2 separate regions of the Mus musculus genome follow, and region 1 is linked to region 2. Evidence: chromatin contacts called from public Hi-C data. All regions are on one chromosome and are shown on one strand. The core of a region is the stretch at or near the end of the contact, and the rest is flanking DNA. Distances in the headings are between cores, read along the strand shown. Region 1 holds the start of Pfdn4 (prefoldin 4). Region 2 has its middle 53 kb from the start of Gm34542.

Region 1 (6,053 bases), core at 755-3,254, 240 kb before region 2:
TGAGATCTGGGTCCCCAGCCAAAAAGCTCTCCACAATTTCAGCTGACAGTCAGATCTCTTAAGAGTTCCAGACCAGCAAATGCTACACAGTGAGACCTTGTCTCAGAAAAGCAAAAGCAAGGACAATGTTTATCGTGGAACTGACCAGTGTAACCCACAGCTGAGAGCACAGTCTAACAAGAGAGGCAAAATGAACCTGTTCCTACCTGGCCAAATCACCGTGGCCCCGGACTGTACTCTGCTACCGTGTAATAATTTGTGGGTGACAGACCAGGGCGAGGGGCTCTTTCGAACTCTGAAGCCTCCCCAGGCTCAGCAGCCATTCCCTCTTAATGAACTGGGATGCTGAGCATCAACCTTCAGTGGTCAGAAGCACTGACTACACGGTGCCAACAGCGAGAACACAAAGGCATTCTACAGGGGCCTTACAAAGTAGAGTGAAAGCAACTGTCTTCAGCCAAGCGCCTCTCATCAGAGACAGACAGGCAAACGGACAGACAGACAAGGAGCCCGGGGTGGGGTGGGGGGGAGACACACACACTAACACACACACAGAGAAACAGAGAGACAGACAGACAAGGAGCCTGAGAGAGGCAGAGGCAGAGAGACAGACAGACAGGAGCCTGGAGTGCAAATGCTCTTTAAATCACAGCTTTTCTTCTGCGCTTCAGTTTCCTCTTCAGCTAAAAGTGAATAAATACAGAATCTCCCAAAAGGTTGACACAGCAGATCAAAATAATTAGCAAATGCTAAGAACTGTCCGAACACACTGTGAAGCCCCAATAGCTATCAGCTGTTTGCTTGTTTGTTCTTTTTTTTTTTTCCCCTCCTCTGCAATTCTTTCCCTGTATTAGATACACCTGCACTCCTGGAAACACGTTTAGGTTATAAAAACCCACATGGAAGTTTAACTTAAGTTGGTGGCTCAAATTTAGCTCAAGTTTCAAAATATTGGTTGAAAGGGTTGCATAGCCATGTCTACTGCCTGTCATGCATGAAGCCCTGGGTCCACCACACCAGCACACCAAAAGCCAGGGGTAGTGGCACACACCGGTGATTCCAGCACCTGGAAAGTGGAGGCAGGAGAGTCAGAAATTCAAAATCATCTCTGACTGCATAGGAAGCCGTGGACCAGTCTGGTGTGTACACACACACACACACACACACAAGTCCGTGTCTTTCAAAAGTGTGATAAGACATCACACCGAGCCCCATGAACAAGGATCGGACGTCGTTTTAAAAATGATAAAGAGCTCTAATTTGACCAAACAAAAATCACCAGACCCAGCATCTCACCAGATGAGTCACCAAAGGAATGGCTGGCTGGCTGGCTGGCTGTGAAGTGTGCGGGGCAGAGCGTGGGGACCCGTGTCCTTCCTAATGGCTGGGAAAAGCCCGGAGAGCCACCGCGCTCGCTCGGGCCGACTGCTCTCAACGTCAATTAGACACTCGGTGCACGGAGCGTGGACCGACCGGAGCGGTCCGGGGCGGAGCACAGAGGTGCGGTAGCAGACGACGCCCCGGGATGCGGTAGCAGACGGCCCGGGATGCGGAGCCCGACCCGGTGCCCGAGGAGATGCACGACCCTGAGCAGGTGAGGCGGTTGCCCTGACGGCGAGCGGAGCGGACAGAAGCACCCCTGTACCCAGCGCGGGCCCCGGCCCCGCGCATCCCTCACCTCCTCAGACCCCGGCCCCCAGCGCCCCGCGTCTCCTCACACGCCCCGGCCCACGGCTCCTCGGACCCCGGCCCCGCCGCACTCACCGCCTTCTTCATGGTGGCCGCCATCTTGGACTGAACCACGGGGCGCGGGGGAAAACCACTCGGGCGTGCGTCACCCCCCGAGGTCCCTCTCGAGCCCTGCTGAGCCAGACTCCCCCCTAACGCACAGCACTATCTCAACACTGCTGCTATCTGTGTCTCTGAACTATAAATTCCCAGGGCAAGGACTCAGGAAAAAAAACTATGCCCTGGAAACACTTGGTATCTTCCAATTAAAGGGACAGGCAGCTTCCCTCTCGGCCGGCATAAATACCAAAAGCGGCCAATAGTCGGGCCCGAGATCCCAGCCACGGCCAGCAGGGGGAGCGCTGGGTACCACCCAGCTGTGTGGAATGGGAAGCTTAAGAAATTCTTTTTCCATTTATTCAACAACCTAGAGAGAAGCTAAGGAGGGTAAGGGCGTGGCTTCGGCAAAGTATTTGGTAAATCATTTGGTCAAGTATTTGCACTCAAGCATGGGGACCTGAGTTCGATCTACAGCCCCTACCACATAAAAACCCAGTGCTGGCGAAGCTACAAGCTGAAGGCCACTCTTGAAGTTGATCTTAGCTTGTATGCCACTGATCACTGCAGGGGACACTAGGGGATCAGCCAGGAATAGATGAAGCCAAAGGTAGGTGACACCCAAAAAGATCCAGAGCAGTGGTTCTCAATCTTCCTAGTGCTGAGACCCTTTAATACAGTTAAATGTTGTAGTGCCCCCCCCAACCATAAAAAGTAGTTTTGTTGCTACTTCATTATGTAAATTTGCTACGGTGCTGGGTCATAATGTCAATAAATATCTATTTTCTGATAGTATTAGGCGGCTTCTGTAAAGGGCTCCCGATCTATAGGTTGAGAACCACTGACCTAGAGCGCTATAACAAACTTAAATGCTTAGATAATAGCTTACTGGACGGTTGCTTGGCTATTTATATTTAGAGACAGGGTCTTGCAATGTAATCCTAGCTGTCCTGGAACTAGCTGTGTAGACCAAGCTGGCCTGAAACTCACAGAGATCTTCCTGCCTCTGCTCTCCAAGCGCTAGGATCAGAGGCGTGCTCCATCATGTGCAACTGAAATGAATTCTTTTATGTGTTTAAAATTAAATTGGTTCAGAAATATGTCTTCCACTCGCTCAAATATGTTAGCCTGGGAAGACTGCCCACACAGGGCCCAGTGGGCACCGAGCTTCCTTAGTAACCAGGGCCATTGTTAACTTCGGTAGCCAAGACTTTGCTCTCAGAAAGTCGGAGGTCTGAGGGCAGAAGAGCTTAGAGTATTGGGGTATGGGCCATTGTCTCATTTACCAAGGGACAGGGAGGACCAGGTGTGAGCCGCAGGACAGTAAAAGCACGGCTGGGCGCTCTTGCATCTCTGCCAGTCCCTCCTATGGCTTCAAGCACAAGGGCATGCCAAGGAGGGGAAGAGGGGCAGATCTCGCCTGTCTGCTTATGACGCAGTGGGTCTCAACCTTCCTAATGTGACCCTTTAATACAGTTCCTCACGTTGTGGTGACTCCCAACCATTAAATTATTTCATTGCTACTTTACAACAGTAATTTTGCTATTGTTATACATTGTAACGTAAATGCCAGACATGCAGGATGTCTGATACTTGACCTGGGTGGGAGGGCCATTCGACTTTCCAAAAGGATCACGGCCCACAGGTTGAGAACCGCTGTTCTAATGTATAATGCATGTGCCCATTTGGTTACAATCTATCTCCTATCGTTACAATGCAATCCTGCTCATTGCTTGCATACCATCAAGCCCTCTGGATATAATGAACTTGGACTCCACAGAGTGAAGTCCTAACACCCTCCTGAGGAAGGTTTGCCGTTTGCACTCTGCTACTTAGCAGTTGCACATACAGAGTCAAATCTCTGGACCTGGAATTACTACGGTGGCACCACTTTTGAGGAACTCATTTGTATATACCGCAAACCCCAGTCCTGAACTCTGTAACCCTTAGACCAGACTCAGAAGGGAGAGCTAGTGTCTGGCTGCAGTGGTCATGGAGAATCTGTAGTTAGTGGCATGTTGACTGGACCGAAAAGACACCAGACACTGGGGATGCTGCATGTCAAACAGATAAAGTACCCCGTCCCCCAGCACCTTGCTGTCTACTGACAGGAGACAGACCACAAACAACCCGTTAAATAAGGATAGTGTGTCAGAGAGGGTGGTTAGTGTAAATGTGGCTGACTGTCCCAGCAAGGGAAACACATGCAGCTTTCGTCAGGAGAACGCCACCAGAGAGGCACGAAAAAGAAAGAGAAAACAAATTCCATTGGAAGTGAATGTTGTCCAGGCTTGTCCTAGCTTTTAGACTGCGTCACACAGGGATGATGAGCATATTTGTCGTTTTGTGACAGTGTGTGTGCGCGTGCGTGTGCGCTCGCGCAAGTGCCCCTCCCCCAAGGTCCTGCGTTCCCTGGGGTTGAAGAGGAAAAGTCTGAGTGGCAGGAGCCACAGATCTCGCTAGCAGGAAGTAATTTGATCATCTGCCTGCAGGGGGCACCCAAGGACTATGACTGAATTCTCAGGCATCCAAGCCCATTTCCCAATGTTTTGGACGTCTTTTCATCTTATCCTGTTTGTATCTGACTCAAAGATGTTTGTAAGCTATTTTGTCCTGACAGGGTTTGAAATCCTCGTACCTCCCCACTGCACGTAGGACCGGTCAAACTAAAATTCCAAACCAAGGCGCGCCTCCCTCTCTGATCTTCGGGTAGCACTTTTCCCTGGAGAGACATGGACAAACATCTGCTCACCCTAGAAAGGAAAGCGATGATGGAACCAAGTAAGGATGCCACACGAGTTCAATTTAGTGAAACAATGAGTTTATCCCACCCGGGAGGGTGGGGGATGGGGTTACGTTCAGGAGTGTGAGGGGCCACTTGGAGGAACGTGGAGGAATCAAAGATACTCTTAGTCCAGTCAGCATGCCACCAAAATCCCCACTGACCACTGCAGTCAGGCACTAGTTCTTTCATCTGACAGCTCCCAGAATGGGAAGGACACAGGCCTCTTGGATGAAAAGGCCAGACCCCTCTCCAGGCATAGAACCTTCCAGCACCTTGCTTGACATTGGACTTGTTCACCTCCACAACTGTGCGAAGTTCATCTCTGTTGCTTAGGAATTACCAATAACCGGGTCGCGGGGTTCCTTGTTACAGCGGCACCAACTTACTGATCCACTTCTCTTAAACACTTTCACCCCTGCAAGCGACTCTATAGCTCTCTGCCCGTTTCCTTGGGAGCTATTTCTCTTCTGCTAAGCCAGGGGCACCAAGGGAAGCCGATCTTGCCTGCTCATTAATGGGTAAACTGATGTATGGACAATTAAATGGCGGCATATTTAAGGACTAGAGAGTATTGTGAGATACGAGATAGCTGCTGGTGCATTTGTTCAGTAACAGTGTTCCAGAGCCCATATTCGTGTTCGCATTTCTTCTTCCTGTGCCTAATATCAAACGCCTCGCATAAACTGTAGCTCTGTGGGCCCGTCTCCTGAATAACTGCATTTTGTCACCAGGTGGCGCCATGACTCCAAATTTTAGCTTTTCTTCTGTGCAAAGCCTTAGGAACCGGCCCAAAGGACATGCAGTCTAGTAAGCCACACTCTGGGCCAAATATATAGTCATCTCTTGCGAGTTTCAAGTTGTAATTTTTCCTAGAAGAGGTAGATCTTGTTTTCAAAGATATCCTGAATATATGGATTTTTAGATTTTTATGGAATAGACCGTTTACTGGGCTAAGCATTAAAACTTAAGTGTTAGAGTGTTTGACTGGCATCCATAATGCTTTGAATTCGGTCCCCAGAACAACAAAAAGACCGGGGGGGGGGGCGGGCAAACCATTACCTAATCTGTTAACATTAGTGGTACCCGGCCCTGCAATTTTGACATTGAGAAAGAAGTCATTATTTAGAATCAGAAGCTGTTGCCGGATACCAGTTCCCTGGAGTGATCGATCCATCCAGTGGGGATACGTTCAGAACTGTGTGTCTTCTCACTGAGCTGGGCACCCTCCTCACAGGGCCGCTGCTCACAAACGGGTCTGATACGCGCTGAAGTGGACAGCTTAGATATTTATGATCGTCTAAAGCACTTTGGATATCTTCCTAGGTCTCACTCTTACCTCTCCACTCCAGAAGTCAGACCTCAGCTTACCTTTAAAGATGAAGCCAATCAGATTCGCCAACACAGTACAGGCCCAGATCAAGCCAATCAGATTCAGCGGTGCAATGAAAGCATCCAGTAAAAACCTCGAGGGTGAGGGTGCTGC
Region 2 (6,305 bases), core at 1,044-3,543:
CCAGCCCCTGCTGAATTTCCTTGTTTCCAGCTTTTCCCTAGTGACTCAAAAATAAAAGAGTAGCCATTGGCTTCCTGGTCAGTCTGTGAGCGGTGACTCACTTAGATGAAGTATTTTGGGAGACATTATCTATGGGAATCGGGAGAAATCTGTTCCAGTCACTTGTATGTTAAGCTTTAAAAATGGGGTGTGGTCAGAGTTCTCGGGGAACCTTGAAGAACCATTTGAGTTATTATTCCCAGGCCCGTGCTTATAAAGGTCAAAGCTTGCAATAACCAATCCTGCTCACTATGTGTGGTCAATATATGTGATCTGAAAACACACTGGGAGAAGCGCTGTGATTCTACCCACCGGCTCCACCCCAGTGCACACACTCTAATCTATCTCCCCTCTTGACACACGTGTCTCCAAAAGTCTCCAAATGTAAGATCTGTTCTCTACTCAGAACAAAACCAGTAAACAAAACCCCAATGGACTCAGCAACCAACTTGCAACCTCCTAGGCTATGCCAGTATTTTGTCCAGAAGGAAGGAAGTCCTTGTAGCCCAAGAGAAAGAGATGGGAGATTCTCTGGCAAGTCAGCAGGCAGAAGGTTGATATCGGCTGCTGGCTTTTGTAATTTCCAACTGTAGAAACCGGCAGGCAGTCGGGGCAGATCTCCCGGGTCCTATTAGGTATAAGAGTGTTATTTCCACTCCAAAACCAGGCTGCCTCTGGGTGAGTGGGTGGACACGGGAATGTTGGCCCCTCCCTGACAACAGAAAGGATTCCGCTGGGATCCTGTTCCCAGACTGTAAACACTGAAGCGCCTCTCCAAACACATAATAAAAATCAAGACCCTGCCCCCATTCTTTTTTTTCCTGTGCTATGCATGATTCAAATTTAAATCCTGATAAATATCAGCGTGGAGCCTCCAACTTCATAAACACTGGAATTTTCCAGAATGCACACAAAAGCTTCTGGTGAGAAGATAGCATCCTGGGAGACGTTTTTACAACTTCTACAGTGTATGTGTTCCCTGTCGCAATTTTTTTTTTTGTGTGTTGTTGTTTTGTTTTGAGACAGGGTCTCCTGTAGCCCTGGCTGGCCTTGGACTTACTAGAAAGCTGGGGGTGGACTTGAACTTCTGATCCTCCTGCTTCTGCCTCCCAAACGCTGGCAGGACAGTGGAGCCCACTACTCCTACAAGGTTCTGTTGACTGAGCTCAGGGCCTCCGCCTGCTAGGTGAGCATTCTAACAGCTGACTCCCAGCCCCTGCAACAAGGTTCAGAAGTAAAACAACTAAAACTAAAAACCTCCTAAGGGGCAATGACAATAACTAATGTCACCTCCCTGCCCCCCCCCCAAAAAAAGCCTGTCTCTACAAGTAGAAAGAACAAACTTGGTATCTCTAAGTGCAAACAGCAAGGAGAAGCTTAATAAATTACAAATCTAATCAGAATCAAAGCACATTTACTCCTAGAGGCAAAAGCAGAAATTTTCCCTCAACTGCCTTACATCAAAAAGGCCAATTTTCTCCTGCTCACTTAGGAAGGAACCCGTCCTGGAAGTCTCTCTTCAGACAGGAGTCATTAAGCCGCTGCCTCTGACACCGGATTAGGTCATTTGTTTCTGGACTGCTTTTCCGCCCTTCGCTTACAACTGGGCTCCACAATTTGTTCCAACGTTTTCTGGCTTTTCCGATGTGTTCAGACAAAGACCAGGAGCTTAAATCTCCCCGATTTAACTGGTTGGAGTGTTAGCAAGAGGGAACGGAGTCACAGAATTGAGACTATATTCGGTGCGTTTCATTGGGACATAATTTCTGTCTCCACGAGGGAACAGTTGTGTTGGTTCTAGGAACCACTGAACTGTAAATAAGCCCTACCTTACCCCTCTGTTTTTTCAACACCGGGAACGCAAGAGATTGGCAATAAACCAGGTGAGCAAAACTTACCTCTCAGAACGATCTAAAAAAATGAAAAAGGATCCCTTTTACCATAACATTGCTCTCTCTGTGTTAGCCAACAAATGAAAAGGAAGCGGGGAGGACGAGGAGGAGGGGGAGGGGGAGAGAAGTAAGGCTTTGATTCTAAAAGAAATCACTCAAGTGTGCCTCTTAGTCAAATAATTGAAGAACGAGCTTAAATAACACCCCAACTCCCTGGCATTTTGGAGTCTCACATACATCATTAATTGGTCTGGCATCATTAATCGTCTTTAAGATTGGCGACAACCAGGACGGAAGAGATCAAATAACCGAAGACAGATCACGCACCTAGCGCAAGGTGTGGCCAAACCGGTCTTGGCGTTCCTTTCTGTTTACAATACGCCTCGGGAAGTGGGCTTCTCAGTTCCTCCGGATCTGGGACTGTATCCATAGACAACTCACAGGCTTACAAATAAATATGTCTGGGTTGGTTTTTTTCTCTCTCAAGATTTATTTATTTTTATTTTATGTGTATGAGTGTCTGCCTAAATGGCTGTACATCATGTGGTGCAGTGCCTTGGGAGGCCAGAAGAGGGCGTCAGATCCTCTGGAACTAAAATTACATGGGTAGTCAGGAGGGGCAGTGTGGGTAGGGTATTGGGATCAGAAGTTGAGTCCTCTCCAGGAGCAGCCAGTGCTCTTAACCACTGAGCCATCTTTCTAGCCCCATTTTTTAAAATATTTATTTATTTATTTATTTATTTATTTATTTATTTATTTATTTAATGTATGTAAGTACACTGCCGATCTCTTCAGACACACCAGAAGAGGGCATCAGATCTCATTACAGATGGTTGTGAGCCACCATGTGGTTGCTGGAAATTGAACTCAGGACCTCTGGAAGAGCAGTCAGTGCTCTTAACCGCTGAGCCATCTCTCCAGATGTTACCCATTTTTATGAATTCCCTTCTAGAATTATTTTGAAGGAACTGTAAACGGCCTCAATGACTTTCAGTCACGGCTGAGGTTAGCAGTAAGGCTGTGTACACCCCTCGGGACATTAACAGTGTAGGAGCCATTGGCTTACCAGTCTCCATTCCCATGGGAAACTACTTCCTAAATTTGAGAGCTAGATATGAACTCCGGACCTTCGGAAGAGCAGTCGGGTGCTCTTACCCACTGAACCATCTCACCAGCCCTGATGGGACTTTTAAAGAGGTGGTCATGGTTAAGAGGTCTTCAAGTTGCTGGGGGCGTGTCCAAGGCTGGCAACAGAGCCAGCCAACCACAGACTGGAATCTCTGAAACTAAATGAGCCCAAGCAAACCTTTCTGCTTTATAAAGCCATTGTCTCCAGTATTTGTAATAGTAACAGAAAGCTGACCAGTGAGTTTTTTCCTGTGTGATGCTGACAGATCTCGCACACACTAGGTTAGTAACCTAGCACTGAGCTACAACTCAAGTGTAGAGCGCTTCTACATTCTTACTCCATCTGTGGCGCTGGAGGGGTCACTTCCTCCCGCAAGGGGCATTTGGAAACATCCAGAGACCTTTTAATCTGTTATGAGGAGAGAGGGGGGTTGTTCTACCTTCTCTCCTTCACGGGGCCACACTCAACCTCACCAAAGTGTTCTGCCTCCCAGAACAGCCATGCCTAGGGTGATCCTGTGAATGCCTTAGGAGAAAGTTAGGTGATCCTGTGGGGCTGGCCCTCCTTTGACCTTTGAACCAAGATGACTCCTGCATGTCCCCCAGCTTGGCCAGCAAGAGTCTCTTCCCCAGGACTCTACTAGAGATGCTTAGGAAAGATGTCAGTTTCTCTGAGATCAATGGTTGCCCAGACTGGCAAAGGTAAGGGAGAAGCAAGAGAAATTAAAAGGCCCAGGGTCAGGGAAACACAGGACTCTTTGTTGGTGTTTTTATTTCATTTTTGATTGACATGTAAGTACAGTTACTTATGAGCCATGATGTGATGTTCCCACAAGGGTGAATCAGGCCCCAAGTCCTAGGCTTTTGAGACAAGTGTGCCTGTAAATCCCATCTCTGGAGGAAGATTTGTCTTATGGGTTTTATATAAGCTGATCTGAACTGGCCTTCTGCAGTTTTTCAAGCAAGGGTCTTGACTAGTGCAGAAACTAATCAGTGAATATTGCTCTTATGAGAATGCTAAGGCCGGTGAGACGGCTTGGCAAGCAAAAGCACTCACTGCTGAGCTGGGGAACTAAGTTCAGTTCCCAGCAGCAGAAGAAGACAACCCACCAAGTTGCTCTCAGAGTTCCACACTCATACCATAGCAAGCATACACACACACACATACACACACACACATACCCCACAGCATGCACACACACACCACATCGTGCACACACACATCCTACATACCACACACACACACACACACACACACACATGTACGTACACACACACACACACATACACACACATGAATAAATGAATGTAATGAGTTGTAGTGTAGCTCATTGATAAAAATGAAAAACACTAAGGCTAGACATGACGTAGCTAGTTCAGCAGTCAAGAGCACCAGCTGCTCTTCTGGTAGACAAGAGGTTCCATTCCCAGTGCCCACATAGCAACTCACAACCATCTGCAATTCCTGTCCCAGGGGCTCCCACATCCTCTTCTGGTCTCTGGGACATAAAGAACATATCTGGCACATAGACATACATGAAGACAAAACAGACATGCCTATCAAAAAACAAACTAAAGTTAAATAAATATATTTTTAAGCAGCAGAAGGGAGGAAGGAAGGAAGGAAGGAAGGAAGGAAGGAAGGAAGGAAGGAAGGAAGGAAGGGAGGGAGGGAGGGAGGGAGGGAGAGAGAAGAAAGAAAGAAAGAAAGAAAGAAAGAAAGAAAGAAAGAAAGAAAGAGAAATAGGAAGAGAGAAAGAAAGGAAGGAAGAAGAAAGAAAGAGAGAAAGAAAGAAAGAGAGAGAGAGAGAGAGAAGGAAAGGAAGAAAGAAAGATAGAAAGGAAGAGAGGAAGGAAGGAAGGAAGGAAGGAAGGAAGGAAGGAAGGAAGGAAGGAAGGATTATATAGGTGCCTCAGTGTTTTCCAAAGGAATAGAGGCTGTAGCCATCAGCTACTGGTCGCTACTATGACCTACATAAAAAGCCAGGCCACTGCTCTTTTGTAATCCCAGCACTCAGGATCCTTGGAGCTCACTGGCAGCCAGCCTGGCTGCGTTGATAACCAACAGTATCATGAATCCCATTTTACTGATGGGCTCAGCGGCCCAGCTGCTGGTCACACATGTTTCTCCTATGTGTTCTTCAGGGGAGGTCTGGTGTGCGTGGGGGGAGGGGGAGTGCCTCTGTGCAGATGGAGGTCAGAGAAAGATGTCAAGTGTTTTTTCCTTGATCTGTCCTCAGGGGCCGGAGTCCCTTCTGCAGGGCCTCTCCTGAACCTGGAGCATGTTTGTCCACTAGGCTTGTGACTGCAAGACCCAGTGATCCTGTCTCTGTCCTCCTCCTCCAGTGCCAGGGTTTAGGTCCACACCTGGCTTTTTCACATGGGTGCAGAGGTTCACATCTCAGGTCCATTTGCATACGAGAAGTCTAAGCAGGCTCCACAGCCCTGTGTCATGAATACTTTTTAAATTTTTTATGTATTTATTCACTTAAGACAAGTCCTTCCTATGTATCTCACGTTAACCTGAAACTCTCAATAGAGACCAGACTGGCCTTGAACTCACAGAAGATCTCCTCCCTCTGCCTCCTGAGCACTGGAGCTCCTGTCTCCAGCTATTTCCAGGTGTACTCGTGCCAACATGTGCACTGTGGCCTGTGGGTTCCCACAGCATCTACACGTCCACTAAAATTGAAAGAAACCCAGAAGGGGCTTGCTGGGCTAATAGAACCAGCTTTGAATCCCCCACCTCCACCCTACCCCAGGTCTGCTATGTGACCTTAGATCATTATTGAGTCTCTGAGTCTATTTCTCAAGCTGTAAAATGTGTGTGAAGAACAGACCTTAAGGTCTCCCTAGGAGGACTGTTGGCATCAGGTGCAAAGACCCTAGCATGGAGACTTAACTCACAAATATTATCTATTGCTTTTAGTCTCCAGAAAAAAAAAATTTCCAAGAAAGTCCGGTAAGAGGCACTTTAAAACTGTAAGTGTTTATAGCCACGAATAGCGGTGGGGGGGGGGGGGGGGGGAGAGGGCACCTGGAAGCAGGGCCAGTGCCTGACAGCTCCAACCAGAATGACTATACTGGTGGCCAGAGTGTGGGGGAGATTTCCATACTGGTTGGCTAACCGCTACTTCTTAAGCCCACCAAACCTTCTCAGGCCACCCAGGCTGCCTGGGCCCCTCCGTGGAACTATCTGGAGCCTTCCAGGACAGAGCAGATGCAGAGGACCCCTGCTGGTTTCTG

Evidence for each region. A called contact is a pair of places that touch in the nucleus more often than the background predicts.
Region 1: a Hi-C map of nephron progenitors shows a contact between it and region 2, with 4 times the contacts expected there. The contact joins the promoter of Pfdn4 here to the enhancer-like site in region 2. A contact is called at or near these places in 9 of 484 Hi-C or Micro-C datasets (the G1E-ER4 cell line, the MC38 cell line, cortical neurons and 2 more), 1 of 115 datasets of contacts at active chromatin or transcription factors (pancreatic cancer cells) and 2 of 9 other capture datasets (adipose tissue and liver).

Annotation. Positions count from the first base shown.
Region 1 is chr2:170,507,181-170,513,233 of GRCm38.p6, reverse strand. Pfdn4 (prefoldin 4) reads right to left here and starts at 2,004. Exons shown (of 4, transcript NM_001110152.2): 1 at 1,765-2,004. The coding sequence starts at 1,788. It overlaps Gm16796 (predicted gene, 16796), which reads left to right and starts at 1,307. Exons shown (of 3, transcript NR_040367.1): 1 at 1,307-2,395.
Region 2 is chr2:170,262,714-170,269,018 of GRCm38.p6, reverse strand. No RefSeq gene overlaps it. Among named protein-coding and RNA genes, the nearest start is that of Gm34542, 53 kb to the left of the region's middle. Within about 2 kb of position 2,293, at least 62 of the 459 cell types and tissues checked have an H3K27ac peak or open chromatin away from gene starts, as enhancers often do. A contact at or near this core is called in adipose tissue, embryonic stem cells, liver and 1 more, where this site is marked.